2 separate regions of the Mus musculus genome follow, and region 1 is linked to region 2. The links are chromatin contacts, called in public HiChIP or PLAC-seq maps. All regions are on one chromosome and are shown on one strand. Each heading gives the region's core, a stretch centred on a gene start, on an enhancer-like site or on the middle of the called end of the contact. The rest is flanking DNA. Distances are from core to core; before and after follow the strand shown. Region 1 holds the start of Mfsd4b4 (major facilitator superfamily domain containing 4B4). Region 2 overlaps Rev3l (REV3 like, DNA directed polymerase zeta catalytic subunit).

Region 1 (6,456 bases), core at 2,175-4,674, 49 kb before region 2:
ACGGCTACTAGACATATGGAGTGGTGCATTATGGCATGCTGTGGAAACAAAGAGGATTTATGACTTCCTCTGGCCAACCCTTTCAAAATAGTTAACAAATCACAGAATAACTAGACGTTATCTATTTGCCCAAATAATTAGCCACCATTAAAATCCCAAGACCCTCGACTGGCAGCGGTGGTGACAACAGTGGTGGTTGTGATGGTGGTGGTGCACACCTTTAATTCCAGCACTTGGGAGGCAGAGGCAGGCAAATCTCGAGTTCGAGGCCAGCCTGGTCTACAGAGTGAGTTCCAGGACAGTCAGGGCTACATAGAGAAACCCTGTCTCAAAAAACAAAAACATCAACGACAAATCCCAAGACACTCTAAAATGGTGATTTTTTTCAACCTGTGGGTCACAACCCCTAGGAGGCCAACTATCAGATATCCTCACAATCAGATATTTACATTTGGTTCATAACAGTAGCAAAATTACAAAGTTATGAAGGAGCAAAAAAAAAAAAAAAAAAAAAAAAACCAACTGTATGGTTGGTGGAGCCGCATGTGCTGTCTGTCTTGTTCATGATGTCTCGTCCATGTCTAGCCTCTTCCATCAGGCTAACAGAGGTGCCACACTAAAGGACAACTGGCAAGAGAAGGGTGGAAATCGCATCCCCACAGTAATCTTTGGGTGGGTCCACATAGGAAGCCTATAATACCCCTAGGTGCCCAACTGCCTCTTCTGGAACATGTACATACACACTGGGCATCAGAAAAAAATGATCTCTTAGGGTAAGCTATCGTTCTGGAAACCCTCTCCAACAACAACTTACAAGGTATACTCAGGATGTCCTGTCTACCCCAAACACAAATACATAAGCCACTTCATGGGACACAGAGGCACCACCCTTTTCTGAATCGGCCATTTGGAACCTCACGTCCTCGGTGATCCCAAGCCTTGGGCTGGGTGGAAGAGCATCACTGTGTCTCACTTAGGACTGAGTGATCAACAGTCTCATTCTCAGCCCTCTGACTGACTTCTACCCACTGCAAAAACAAAAGGCTGAGAGTAACACTTATGTAGGGGTGTAAACACAAGTCTTTAGAAGGCAGTTTGAAACTACATGCAATCAGGAAACCAGAAGTAGGCTCCTCCCTGGGTCTAATGATTGCCCCAGCCATGGGCTTTGAACTGACTTACAGCACTAGTCTAGAGTTCTGTCCTGTGGAGTAGGTCTCAAAACCAAGCAGAAAGTGGTTAGTTACCTCCACGACACTTATGCCACCATTATACGCAGGGGGCATCTTGCCTAGTAGGTTGGTATTGTAGCAGGCAGAGTTATTCTCACTTTAAAATGCCCTTAAATTTTTTTCTTTTTTTTTTTAAAGATTTATTTATTCATTTATTATATGTAACTACACTGTAGCTGTCTTCAGACACTGCAGAAGAGGGTGTCAGATCTCATTACAGATGGTTGTGAGCCACCATGTGGTTGCTGGGATTTGAACTCAGGACCTTTGGAAGAGCAGTCAGTGCTCTTAACTGCTGAGCCATCTCTCCAGCCCAAATTTTTTTCTTTATCAATCTATTTTTAGATTTTTATTAAAAATGTTTATGATACAATGTATTTTTTCTTTTTTAAAAAAATTAGATATCTTCTTTATTTACATTTCAAATGTTATCCCCTTTCCTAGTTTCCCCTCCGAAAACCCACTATCCCCTCCCCCCTCCCCCTGCTCACCAACCCACCCACTCCTGCTTCCTGGCCCTGGCATTCCCCTATACTGGGGCATAGAACCTTCACGGGAAAAAGAGCCTCTCCTCCCTGACTAGGCCATCTGCCCTTAAAATTTTTGTGTTCTAAAGGTCCCACTAAAAATTTCAAAACACACACTTTGAGGCCAATCAGAAAACATCTGAAATAGTCTAAGCAAGAAATGAAGACAAGCAGAGTAGGAATGGAGAGGAGTTGGACGCCAATTTAAGAAACCTTTCCGAGACAAACAGGGAAGAAGTTAATGATCGTATGATTGAAGATAGAAAGTTGGTTTATGGGTAACAAGACCAAGTTTTGTAGTAGCTTGGGAGTCTAAGTAAGAAGGGATATCAGAGACAGAAGTGTAAGTGGAAAAGAACTTCAGATAAAAAATAGAATGTGATAACATTTGAGGCTATGGTCCCTGTGGTCAAATCTGTAGTCACATAAGAACACGGTTTTCCTTTTTCAGCTAGCATAGCTATTTGGCAAAGACAGACTGATGTCCAAGTCCATTCAACAATGGAATTGCCTGCAGGTTAAAATAAGTGTGGGCATGTGGGACCCGATTTAGAGCGTTTCTCCCAGGAAGGTAAAGCCCCTGGACGTTCCCCAAGCTTGTTTTCCCTGATCTCTAAAAATACAGCCAGAAAGAAGCTCTTTGTTCTCTATAGCCAGCAAAAAGCCTTTGTTTCTATACTTTACAACCAGAGATGCCTGCCTTCCTGTGCTGAGGACACGGAGATAAAAATTCAGAAAGAACTCACTCCCCACTCCTGCCTTATAAATTTCACCAAGGATACCCAGAAGAGAAGAACTCTCCTCCCAACTCCTCCCAACTCCTCCCCAATTCCTCAGCTAGCTGTTAAAAGCCCCCTACTGTTACCACTAAGGGTCAAACTCCCCTGCCCTGCACGGAGGAGGGACATCGGGACATCGTCCTCAGCTAGCTGATAATAAAACCTCTTGCAGTTTGCATCAGGTGTGGTTTTCTCTCGAGTCACTGAGGTGCTGGCCAGCTCATCCCAGGACTTGAGCGGAGGCCCAGCTTCGGGGGTCTTACAGGCAAGTGCATGCAACTCGTTTTGTCCCAGATTCTTTCTTTAGCTATTGTTTCACCATTCAGTAAAGGCCAGCGGGTTGTTGTCTGGCCTTTAGAAGCTGCTACTCTAACCTAATATTCCTATTTATAGATGGGACTGCGGTGGGATTCTGAGTGTTGTGTAAACTAACTGAGATACTTCACGTGTGAGTTTACACGTAAGGATCCATAACTATCTGTTCAGTGAGAAGCTGACGTTCAACATTCTTGTACGTCTAAGGAGCAAGGGCAACAGTTTGTAAATCATGTAGAGACAAGACCTTCGGGTTTCCAGGTGACCCAGGAGGCTGCGGAAGTTGCCATCTTGCAGTTCCAGGCCGGGTTTCTTCCAACGTTTTGCAACTTTGGATCGTCTTGTGCATGGGTTGCAGCTTGTACATCTTTGGCCTACATTCCCCAGGCCGGGGAAACTCACCTAATTGAGACTTCTCACCTGGGCCAGGCTGTCCGATCCCCAAGGCAACCACATCAACTTCCGGTTTGAGGAAGTCTCCTGATTGGCCGGCGGCTTTATTTCCGGCCTGTGATCCATGCAGGCGCTCTGCTACCGTGAGGGACACCGCGCCTGCGCGGCGGGGAGGCTCCGCTCCCAGGTCACGCTCGCGCGGGCAGGTCCTGGCGTTGTTGGCTCCCGGGCCGGGCGGGGCCGGGCACCTCCCTGCACACCGGAGGCCTGGTGCACGGAGCACGGCAGGTGGAGCCGCCACACTGGAGTTGGAGCTGGAGTTCGGAGGGGCGGGAGGGCAGCGGCTCCTCCCAGCCGGCCCGGGCGCAGAGAATGAGTCAGAAGCGGTGGCCTCCGTGCGGAAAGGCCGTGCCCAAAGCGTGCTGCGCTGGTTCACCACCGTGGTGCTTTGTGCCGCCTTCCTGGGGCTGGTGAGAGCTGGGCCCAAACCCTCCAGGCCACGGCTGGAGCAAGCGTCCTGCAGGGAACGTGGTCTCAGTGCCCTGCATCGTGCGTGACCCCTGGTGTATATCGGTTAATCCTCCTGAGTCTCAGTTCTGTCATCTGGAAAAACGGGCAAAATTAATACGTTTCCAGCACGAGCAAGCTAAGTTTCCTCCGGAAAACGGGGAGATACAAGATGGGGAGCCTGCTCCCCTTCACCCACTCACTGAAGCTCTAAATTGATCCCAGAAAAGCAGCTTTGAGGGGGCCTGACCAAATCCAACCAACTGCTTTATTTCGCAGATGGAAAAAAGGGCCCAGAGAAGAAAGTGGCTTTTCTGGTTAAATGATAGTATCAAGGACATGTTGCTTACCCTGTACACGGCCCTATTTAAATCAAGCCTTTAGATACTTAAATGATTTTCTTCACTCAAGTGCAAGAACTAAAAACGCCATAAAGACAGTGTTCCCCAGTGTAGCACCTGCTGCTGACCCGAAATGTCCTTTTGTGGACCAGATGGCTGTAACTCATTGTGTAGATCAGGATGGTCTCAAATTTCAGAGATCCTCCTGCCCCTGCCTCCTGAGTGCTGGGATGAAAGCTATAAACCACTGACCTAAAGTGATAACTTTTGACTCGAGTGCTATGAGAGCTAAACCTTTGACGGAGTCCCTTCTGGTCCCTCAATTGGAGCTTCAGTTTCTTAAAATTATTTTGATGGGAAAGTAGGGAAGAAAGAAAGCGTTGCAGGTACTGGAGCCCCTCGTGTGTAACAGGTATTGCAAGTGATTGCAGGAAGATCTGAATGAACATGCTGTGGCCCTGTGTGCTCCTGGTCTTTGTTCTTGGTTGCTGGTGCTTGGGGCAGGGAAACCACACGTGGGTTGGAGCAGAACAGTGCAGCACAATCAGGTTTTGTTGTTTGTTTATTACGTACAGGGCGCTGGCTGGCCCAGGACTTCATGCTAGGCTTTCACCCAGCTGTGTCCCCAGCCCACAATCCACAGTTCTCAAAACTCAGAAACGTTTCCTTAAAGGTTTTTAGGAACTTCATCTAAAACGCAAGTCTTTAGTTCTTGGCAGTATCTTGTGTAACATCTTATTGTTAAAATCATTCTGTCCGTGTTATATTTTGCTAAGAAAGCCTTACAGCCCTTACATCTCCTGATAGCTTTGGAGTGTGAGGAAAACTGTAGATTAGATTATTTATCGTCAGCATTAGACAGTTCAAAGGGACAACTTCTTGTGTGCCAGAAATATTGGCATCTTAGTGTAAAAATCAAAATTTGGTGCTTGGTAATTAAAAATTTTTAGCAATTAAATTTCGTATTTATGCATGTAGCATATTTGAAAATATAAGTATATATTTTGAGAATAGTTTGTTACATTCTAAATCCTTGTGCAGATGGTGTGCGTCGAGGCCAGAGGTGTCTTGCTCAATTGCCCTCCACCTTATTGACAGGGCCTCCCACTGAACCTGGAGCTCACCCATTCAGCCAGACTAGCTGGCCGGTGAGCCCTGGGGATCTCTTTCCTTTTTCTTCGGTGTGGGGTTCTAGGCATGCTGCTGTTTCTGTGTGTCCTGGCTAGTTTATGTCAAGCCAACACAGGCTAGAGTCATCTGAAAAGAGAGAACCTTAATTGAGAAATGCCTCCACAAGATCTAGCTATAGGGCATTTTCTTAATTAGTGACTGATGGGAAGGGCCCAGCCCATTCATTGTGGGTAATGCCATCCCTTGGGCTGATGGTCCTGGGTTCTATAAGGAAGCAGGCTGAGCAAGCCAGTAAGCAGCACCCCTCCATGGCCTCTGCATCAGCTCCTGTCTTCAGGTTCCTGTCTAGTTTGAGTTGCTGTCCTGACTTTCTTCAGCGATGGACTATGGTGTGGAGGTGTAAGCCCTTTCCTCCCCAACTTGCTATTTGGTTATGGTGTTTCATCGTAGCAATTAAAACTCAAACTAAGACAAGTTGGTACCAGGATAGTGGGGTATTGCTGTGACAGGCCTGAGCGTGTTGTTTGGGATTGTGGAAGGACCATGCTGTTCTTGTAGGAATGGGGAAGATAGGAAATGTTGAGAGCTGGGGCTGGAGAGGTGACTCGGGTTTAGAGCACTGGCTGTTCTTCCAGAGGTCCTAAGTTCAATTCCCAGAGCCCACAGCTATAGCTGTCTATAATGGGATCTGATGCCCTCTTGTGGTATGCAAGAGTGCGTGCAGACCAAGTACTCATATACATGCCGACATCTAAAAAGAAAAACAATGCTGAGAGCAGTACAGTCGATGGAGGCCTGGCTTGGGAAGTTTCAGAGGGAAGCAAAGACTCCCAGGCCATTGGAGTTGAGAATCTGTGCCTTTGCTTTGCTGGGGTAATAGATGCTGCTCAGCTGGGCCTGAAGAGTCCATTCCAGATTGTCTGGGAAGTGTTTTCCCAGAGTCAGCACACAGGAGCTTCGTCCCAGGAGTGGCCAAGGTTGCGCCTCCTCTTGGCAGCCCACTGTAGTATAAGTCACCAGGTAGTGCTGTCTTTGGAGGCATTAAGGAGTCGTGGAGAAAAGCTGAGGCCTGGCACTGTGTGGTAGGGCTGGAGTCTATGAAGAGAGCCCAGGAGAAGCTATTAGTGAAAGCGTTGCAGCAGAAGACCCCCACATTTTGGAGATGCCAGTACCTTGGGATGGCCACCAAGATCAGTGGGTGTAAGTGGAGTGGAGGGGTTGGAGCCTAAAA
Region 2 (6,791 bases), core at 1,796-4,295:
GGCAGAGGAAGGCAGATCTCTACGGGTTCCAGCTAGGGTTTCACAGTGAGATCCTGTTTCAAAACAAAAAGCATAACCAGAAAACCAACCAACAAAGCACTAAATCATGTTATCTAACTGAAATCACAAAGTTTTAACAAAACGTTGAATCTCTGCTCAACCCAGAAGCCACCTTCTGCCCACCTTCCCATCTTCCTTGTAACACTGGAGTTACAGACATAGCTATGTCCACCTTAAGTGGTACTGGGAAGCTCAAGCTCTCTAGTGTGCACAGTGCCCCCAAGCCCTGACTGAGCCATGTTCCCATCCCGCTTCTCTCCCCTTCTCCCAGTGAACCATCTCTCTAGCCTTATGTTGGTACGTGACTGCGCGCGTGCGCACACACGTACACACACACACACAAATGTGTGTGCGTGTGTGACTGTAGCATACACAGGAAGGCAGAAGATAACTCCATGGAACCCACTTTTCTCCTTCCACATTTTTGTGGGTCCTAGGGACTGAACTGAAGTCAGCAGGCTTGCTTCATTAAGCAGCTGACCTGATGAACTCTAATGTCAGCTCTTGAGCAGGTGTGAGATTCACTTTGCCTCTTGTGAGCTGTGCACAAGACATGTGTGTGCAGTGGTCAGGGGTTGACATTAGATGTCTTAGTCACTTATTTCCCACCTTTTTGAGACAAGGTCTTCCATGGAACCCAGAGTTTATGCAGTTAAACAGACTAGTCAGTAAGAGCCAGTGAGCGCCAGGGATCCTCCTGCCACCACCCACTCAACACTTGGATACACGTAACAAGTTGCTGTTTCTGACATTTCGTGTGGGTCCCTCATGTTTATACAGTAGGCACTTTACTGAGTGAACTAACTATCTCTCCAGTCCATGGGGTGTTTTTTCTTTAATGTAATATTTGGACCTAACTACCAAATTAAAAGGAGTCAGTCATGGTGCTGCACACCTTTAATCCCAGCACTCGGGAGGGAGAGGAAGGCAGGTTTCTGAGTTCTAGGCCAGCCTGGTCTACAGATCGACGGTAGCCAGGGCTACCCAGAGAAATTCTGTCTTGAAAAATCAAAACAAAACAACAACAAAATTAAAAGGAATTATTTAGTATCAAAATTACTGTAAATACTATTATAAACTGGCACTGAAACCTTATGTTAGTAAATGTGGAAATATGCATATAATTTAAAAATTATTATTGAAATAAGAAAAGATGCATGTTTATAGATCCAATTTAAGAAAAACTAGTATGTCATGGAAATGACATTTTAAAGTTTAGTAACAAAGCAAAATACTTCAGTAACTACTCTCTTATTAAATGTGTTACCTCAATGCACGGCATTCTCCCAGAAAAATTAGCAGCCGTATAGCCAAACGTGACATTTGCTATCAGCTTTAGTCCTAGTTGACGGGCATTGAGCATCCGTGACAGGGCTCTGTCCTGCTTGTAAGACTTCATTGACTGCTTCACCATCAATCTAGTCTTCAAAATTTCTTCAAGCATTCTTGGTAGAACACCCTTTCGTACAGAAGGCTACCATAAAGGAGAAAAAGAAGAAGAGTGTATAAAATGCCTCAATCACACCCACATGCATATAGACTTCGGTAACTAAGAAGGAAACAAGCATACAACGGCCAACTGTCATAAACAGAAACATGCTACTAACAGAATAACCACAGGACTAGTAGCTGCCATTCACAATCATCACAGTTTATTTCTGTTGAAGAGTTTTTCTTTTAAAAGGTTCTGGTATTGTTTAAAAATTGAATGCAGCACTTCTATACGAGCTCTGAGAACTCCAGGAAGCAGGATGTCAACTAGTACATAGATAGCCATACAACAAACTCAGAGGGAAATGCTGTTCAAACTCTGATCGAGACCCCCATCCTTCTAGAGAGACACATGGGCCTTGTATCAGTCATAAACCACCTCAGTTGGTAAAGCGCTCACCCTAGCGACCCCACACAGTGCTCTGCAGGGAACTCCATTTATCTACCTTGGAAGAGTGATGAGCTGGGTTGACTCTGCTGACATTCAAACCTGCAGTTCCAGGGACTCTAGGTATTTCAAATCTGATGCTTAGAGCACTAAGCCATCCCCTCCGGCCTACATTTATTAGCAATCTGGAAGAGGGGATGAATAATGAAGTGATAACATTTGTTGTTGCCAAAAAAAAATCATTTGTATTAATCAAGACTAGGGAGGATTTATGAGAACTCTGGTAGGAATGAAAAACCACAAAACAGTATTAACTGATGATTCACAGACACGTGCAAAATAACGCATGTCAACCTGAACAATTAAAACTTCAGTTATAGGATAATCACACTTTTGAATATTAAAAAAATTATTTTTAAACTTTACATACTAGGTCAAAATGTAAATGGGGTTTTTAAGATGCTATTGAAGGGAGCTTAAGCAAACACCCACACATGTGACAGAAAACGTAGGTCAGTCTCTAATTCATTTGGTGTACCTTTAGAAGCCAGCCCAACTCTCCCTTTGTTTTATCATTTAAAAACCTCTAATTATTAGTTCGTATCAACTGTGAAAACCTTTATACTTATATACTACTATATTGTCATCATTGTCCAGCCCTTTCCCACCGTCCTCTCTATGATCTCCTTGCCTTTGCCTTTCCTAGCAGATCCTGCTTACTTCAGGTGCTCTACTACAAGCTCTACCTTCCACATGTAACAGACAAAGCGGTGTCTGTGTTTGGGTTTCAGGTTCCATTCATTTCCCTGCAGATGATATGCCTTACTATTCATTATGGCCAAATACTACATACATACATACATGTATGTATGTATGTATGTATGTATGTATGTATGTATATATATATATATCACACTTTTTAATCCACTTGTCGACTGATAAGTAAGATGGGTGTCCAGGCTGATCCTATTGCTTAGCTGTTGTGAGCAGTGCAGCAATAAGCAAGTAAGCTCTTTTGTATTCGGACTTTCTGGTTTATCCCAAGCAGTGATGTTGGATTCCATGCTAGTGGTGTTTTAGTCTGAAAGGCCTTCACAGCATTTCCATGGCAGCCATGTCATTTACCCTCCTACCCAGCTGTGGAGAACAAGGCCCCTTTCTGCTCTCACACGTGTTGGCCTTTTTTATTTCCTGAGCAACAGCCTCGATGACTGTGGTGAGGAAGTCTCAGTGCAGTCTAACTTACACTTCCTGATGGCCACAGACACCTGGGACCTTCCTATTCTTCTTTGGCCACTGCTATCTCTTTGTGATCACAAAGAAGATTATTTACTGACTGGATTGTGTGCTCATCTGGTATTCGGTTTCTTGAGTCCTTTACATATTTCAGACACATCCTGATCCAGGCTATATCTTTACTTGTGATTAATCCTGATTGTTTACTTTGCTGTAAGAAGCCTTGGAATCCCATTGGTTAATTCAAGTTTTGAGTCTTACTCAGGAAACTGTTACCTGTATATCTGTCTGAGCACAATGTACATGTCTGGTGCTCAGAGAGCCCAGATCCCCTGGAACTGGGCTAGCAAGCAGTTGTAAACCAGATGGGTGCTAGGAATTAAAACCAAGTAACAGGCAGTGCTTTTAACCACTGAGCTGCATAGCCCTTTCGATGCCTTCTATATTGAATGAATGGTAAGAGGGTTGTTGTTTTAGTCTTCTACATATGGATAATCAGGTTTCCTAACATTGTTTGTTGACATGACTTTTTTTCTTATATATATTTTTTGGCAGTTTTGTCAAGAATAAGATGGCATAGACAAACAGGTTTATTTCTAGGTTGCCAATTTTATTCTATTGGTCTGTGTTCTTTTTATGCTAATCCTATACTATCAAGCTTTTATTACTTTGGCTTTGTCAGTGTATTTGACATTAGGTATTCTGAGGCCTCCCCTCCACCATCACTCTTTTTTGCTTAGGATTGGCTTTTGCTATTTGATATCATTTGTGTTTCCATAAGACTTTTAGGGTTTTTTTTTTCTCTTCCAGTTTTGTGAAGGTCATAGGTACTTTCACAGGGTCTGCATTATGTAGTTCAATTTTGACATTATTTCATTTTAACAATATTAACTCTTTCATACAGTGGTGTTTTCCCATCTTGTTGTTCTTCAGTCTCTTTCTCCAGTGTTTCATAATTTTTATTTCTTAGATAAGGTCTCACAGTGTAGCCCTAGCTGGCCTGGTACGAGCTCTATAGACTAAGCTAGCTTGAACTCATAGATACCTGCGTAACTCTGCCTCCTTAGTGCTGGGATTAAAGGCATGCACCACCATGTCCTGCTTACTGCTTTGCAATTTTTATTGTTGAGGCCTTTCACTTTTTTGGTGAGGTTTATTCCCAGGGTTCCATTCCCCAATTAAGAATAGGATTGCTTTCCTGATTTCTTTCTCATGGAGGCATAATATTTTAAGATATAATACAAAAAGAACCATGACCAAATATGTAGAAATGCTATTTTAAAATGGATTTTTTTAAACATGGGAGAAAAAAAAACCCATCAAAACAAATCAATTGCAATTTCTCCAACTTTACCTACACCAAAAGCTGGGGATAGTCTATTCCAAAAATCTCTAAGAAAGAAATATACCACGAACTTACTGCTAAAAAATTTCTTCACATCTGACTTGTAATTAAAGTTCAATATCATCTCTTAATTGGTAGAGAATGATATTTTTGATGAGTACACCAGAATGAATTGGAGGGTTGGTGAGGTCTGCCTGTTCCATCAAATACCATGCATACCAGTAGTATACATAAATTCACTGCTAGGGAAATTGAAAAGAAATGAAGTTGGCATATAAGAGGTAATACAACTTCTGAAATCTATTTTCTTTATTCAACTAGAAAGATTTCTTCAGTTTTTCTTGAGGAGAAAGTATATAGAAAATAAAGGGCTCTTGTTAGTTTGAATGTCTTTTTAAAGAATGCAGTTATTAAATGTTAGTTTCATTCTATCTAAGATAGCATCGACTTTATTTAAAATAATGTGGAACAGCTGAAGGCTGTATACACTAAAGCAACTGAACTCTTTACCAGTTAACATCTTTGACCATCAGACTCTAAGCATGTCTGCCAGATTCTACAGAGGTAGATGCCATAGACACGCACTCCCCTCAATAGCTCATTAGTTAAATCCAAGTCTAACCAAAGCAAGATGGTTATTTTTCTTCAAAATTGTTTCCCAGAAGATTTTGGTTTTGATTTTATGAGAGAAAAGTCTTCAAGTAGTATAGCCTTATGTGCCAACAATACCCAAACCACGACTTGCTTTCTTAAAGGTAAGCCACAGTTGACTCCTTTCATTTACAAGCGAGTATTACCTTGACGAAAGCTACTCCATTGGGGGACACTGTGACGTCATGCCTAATTTGATAAAGTAAATCTGGAGGTACTCTTAGAGAGGTACAGCCAAATTTGAACTCATCATACCTGTTAAGAAAGAAGATGTTAAGCAGAGACGTTCTCAGAGCTTTTAGACATTTATAAAATTTAATCACAACTTCTCTTTCAGAAATGAAAACATGAATTTATGTAACTGGCAATATGATTATTTGGTTTATTAACAAAAATTCTTCATATATGTACGATTTATAGAAAGAAGCATTTCTTCTTTCTTTCCTTTCTTTTCTTTCCTTTTTTACTTTTTCCAGACAGTGTTTCTCTGTGTAGTCCTGGCTGTCCTAGAACTCACTCTGTAGACCAGGCTGGCCTCAAACTCAGAGACCCAACTGCTTCTACCTCTCAAGTGCTAGGATTAAAGGCATGTGTCACCACCATCCCACCAAACAAGCATTTCTAAGTGGCAGTACTTTACTACTTATGACTAAATACACACTCAAATACAAAATTTCAACTCAACATATAATCATGTTATATTAAACTCCCTAAGGAAAAATTCAAGTATAAGGTAATTTCAAATTTTCTTCTTAATAAAAGACAAATAATGATACAGCTTCCACAAGTGTTTCCTATGAGAGTTGGATCACTAGATGTGGTCTCAAGTACACAAAATAATTAAAAAGAAGATTCTATATTTCTTGAAATTAAGAAAAACATCCACTCCTTTGACAATTTAAAACATTACTCTTGTTTAACCTGAATTAATAAACTGTCAATCATTTGAAAAATCACAGCATGTTTCTAAGACAGAAGGAACTGATGACTGGAATCATTAATTTCAAAGTGCTGCAACGGAAGCTGATTTAACAAACAAAATCTCATTCTAAAGAAGACTACTGATATCCATGAAGAATAAAACAGAAGATGCGTCTCTCTCTCTCTGCTCACGGCTCTCCTCACATGAGCCATCTGTCTACAAAGCTAAACTAATCACACCACAGTTCATGTCCATTAGTAAGACAACTGCAGTAAATGGGTTAGCTGGGCTACATTCCAATTCATCTTATTCTTAAAAACAGTGAAGAAAGTCTATAATATTAATGCAAATAAAGTACTATAACATGGCTGTAAACATAAGAAAGAAATCTTACTTTCCCAAATTCTCTACATGGCCAAGGCAAGTGGAAAAGCAGTAGTTATATGCTATCACAATTGAAGGATATAGTGACTGGAAATCCAGAACAAGAACAGAGTTGCTATAGAAACGAGACTCAGGCTCCATAATGAGGGGAACACACTGTGGGGCTCTCATTTGGGATCTCTGTTGAATACTAGGTGTCACAGGAATATAGTTCATTGGTTTGGCAATACGCAACATCATTGACTCCACACGGTACTGCAAAGAGAAAAGGATACTGTTTAAATAAAAATATACTGTTCACATATATGAATGTA

What was found. HiChIP or PLAC-seq counts read pairs in DNA pulled down with a chosen protein or histone mark.
Region 1: an H3K4me3 HiChIP or PLAC-seq map of the SCID.adh cell line shows a contact between it and region 2, with 30 read pairs. The contact joins the promoter of Mfsd4b4 here to the enhancer-like site in region 2. A contact is called at or near these places in 1 of 15 datasets of contacts at CTCF or cohesin (the NIH/3T3 cell line), 5 of 115 datasets of contacts at active chromatin or transcription factors (the SCID.adh cell line, bone marrow-derived macrophages, embryonic stem cells and 1 more) and 3 of 9 other capture datasets (adipose tissue, liver and pancreatic islet).

Annotation. Positions count from the first base shown.
Region 1 is chr10:39,896,174-39,902,629 of GRCm38.p6, reverse strand. It overlaps Mfsd4b4 (major facilitator superfamily domain containing 4B4), which reads left to right and starts at 3,424. Exons shown (of 5, transcript NM_001384225.1): 1 at 3,424-3,716.
Region 2 is chr10:39,846,610-39,853,400 of GRCm38.p6, reverse strand. Rev3l (REV3 like, DNA directed polymerase zeta catalytic subunit) reads right to left here. Exons shown (of 32, transcript NM_011264.3): 23 at 6,488-6,732; 24 at 5,318-5,426; 25 at 1,328-1,534. Among named protein-coding and RNA genes, the nearest start is that of Mfsd4b4, 49 kb to the left of the region's middle. Within about 2 kb of position 3,045, at least 9 of the 459 cell types and tissues checked have an H3K27ac peak or open chromatin away from gene starts, as enhancers often do. A contact at or near this core is called in the SCID.adh cell line, where this site is marked.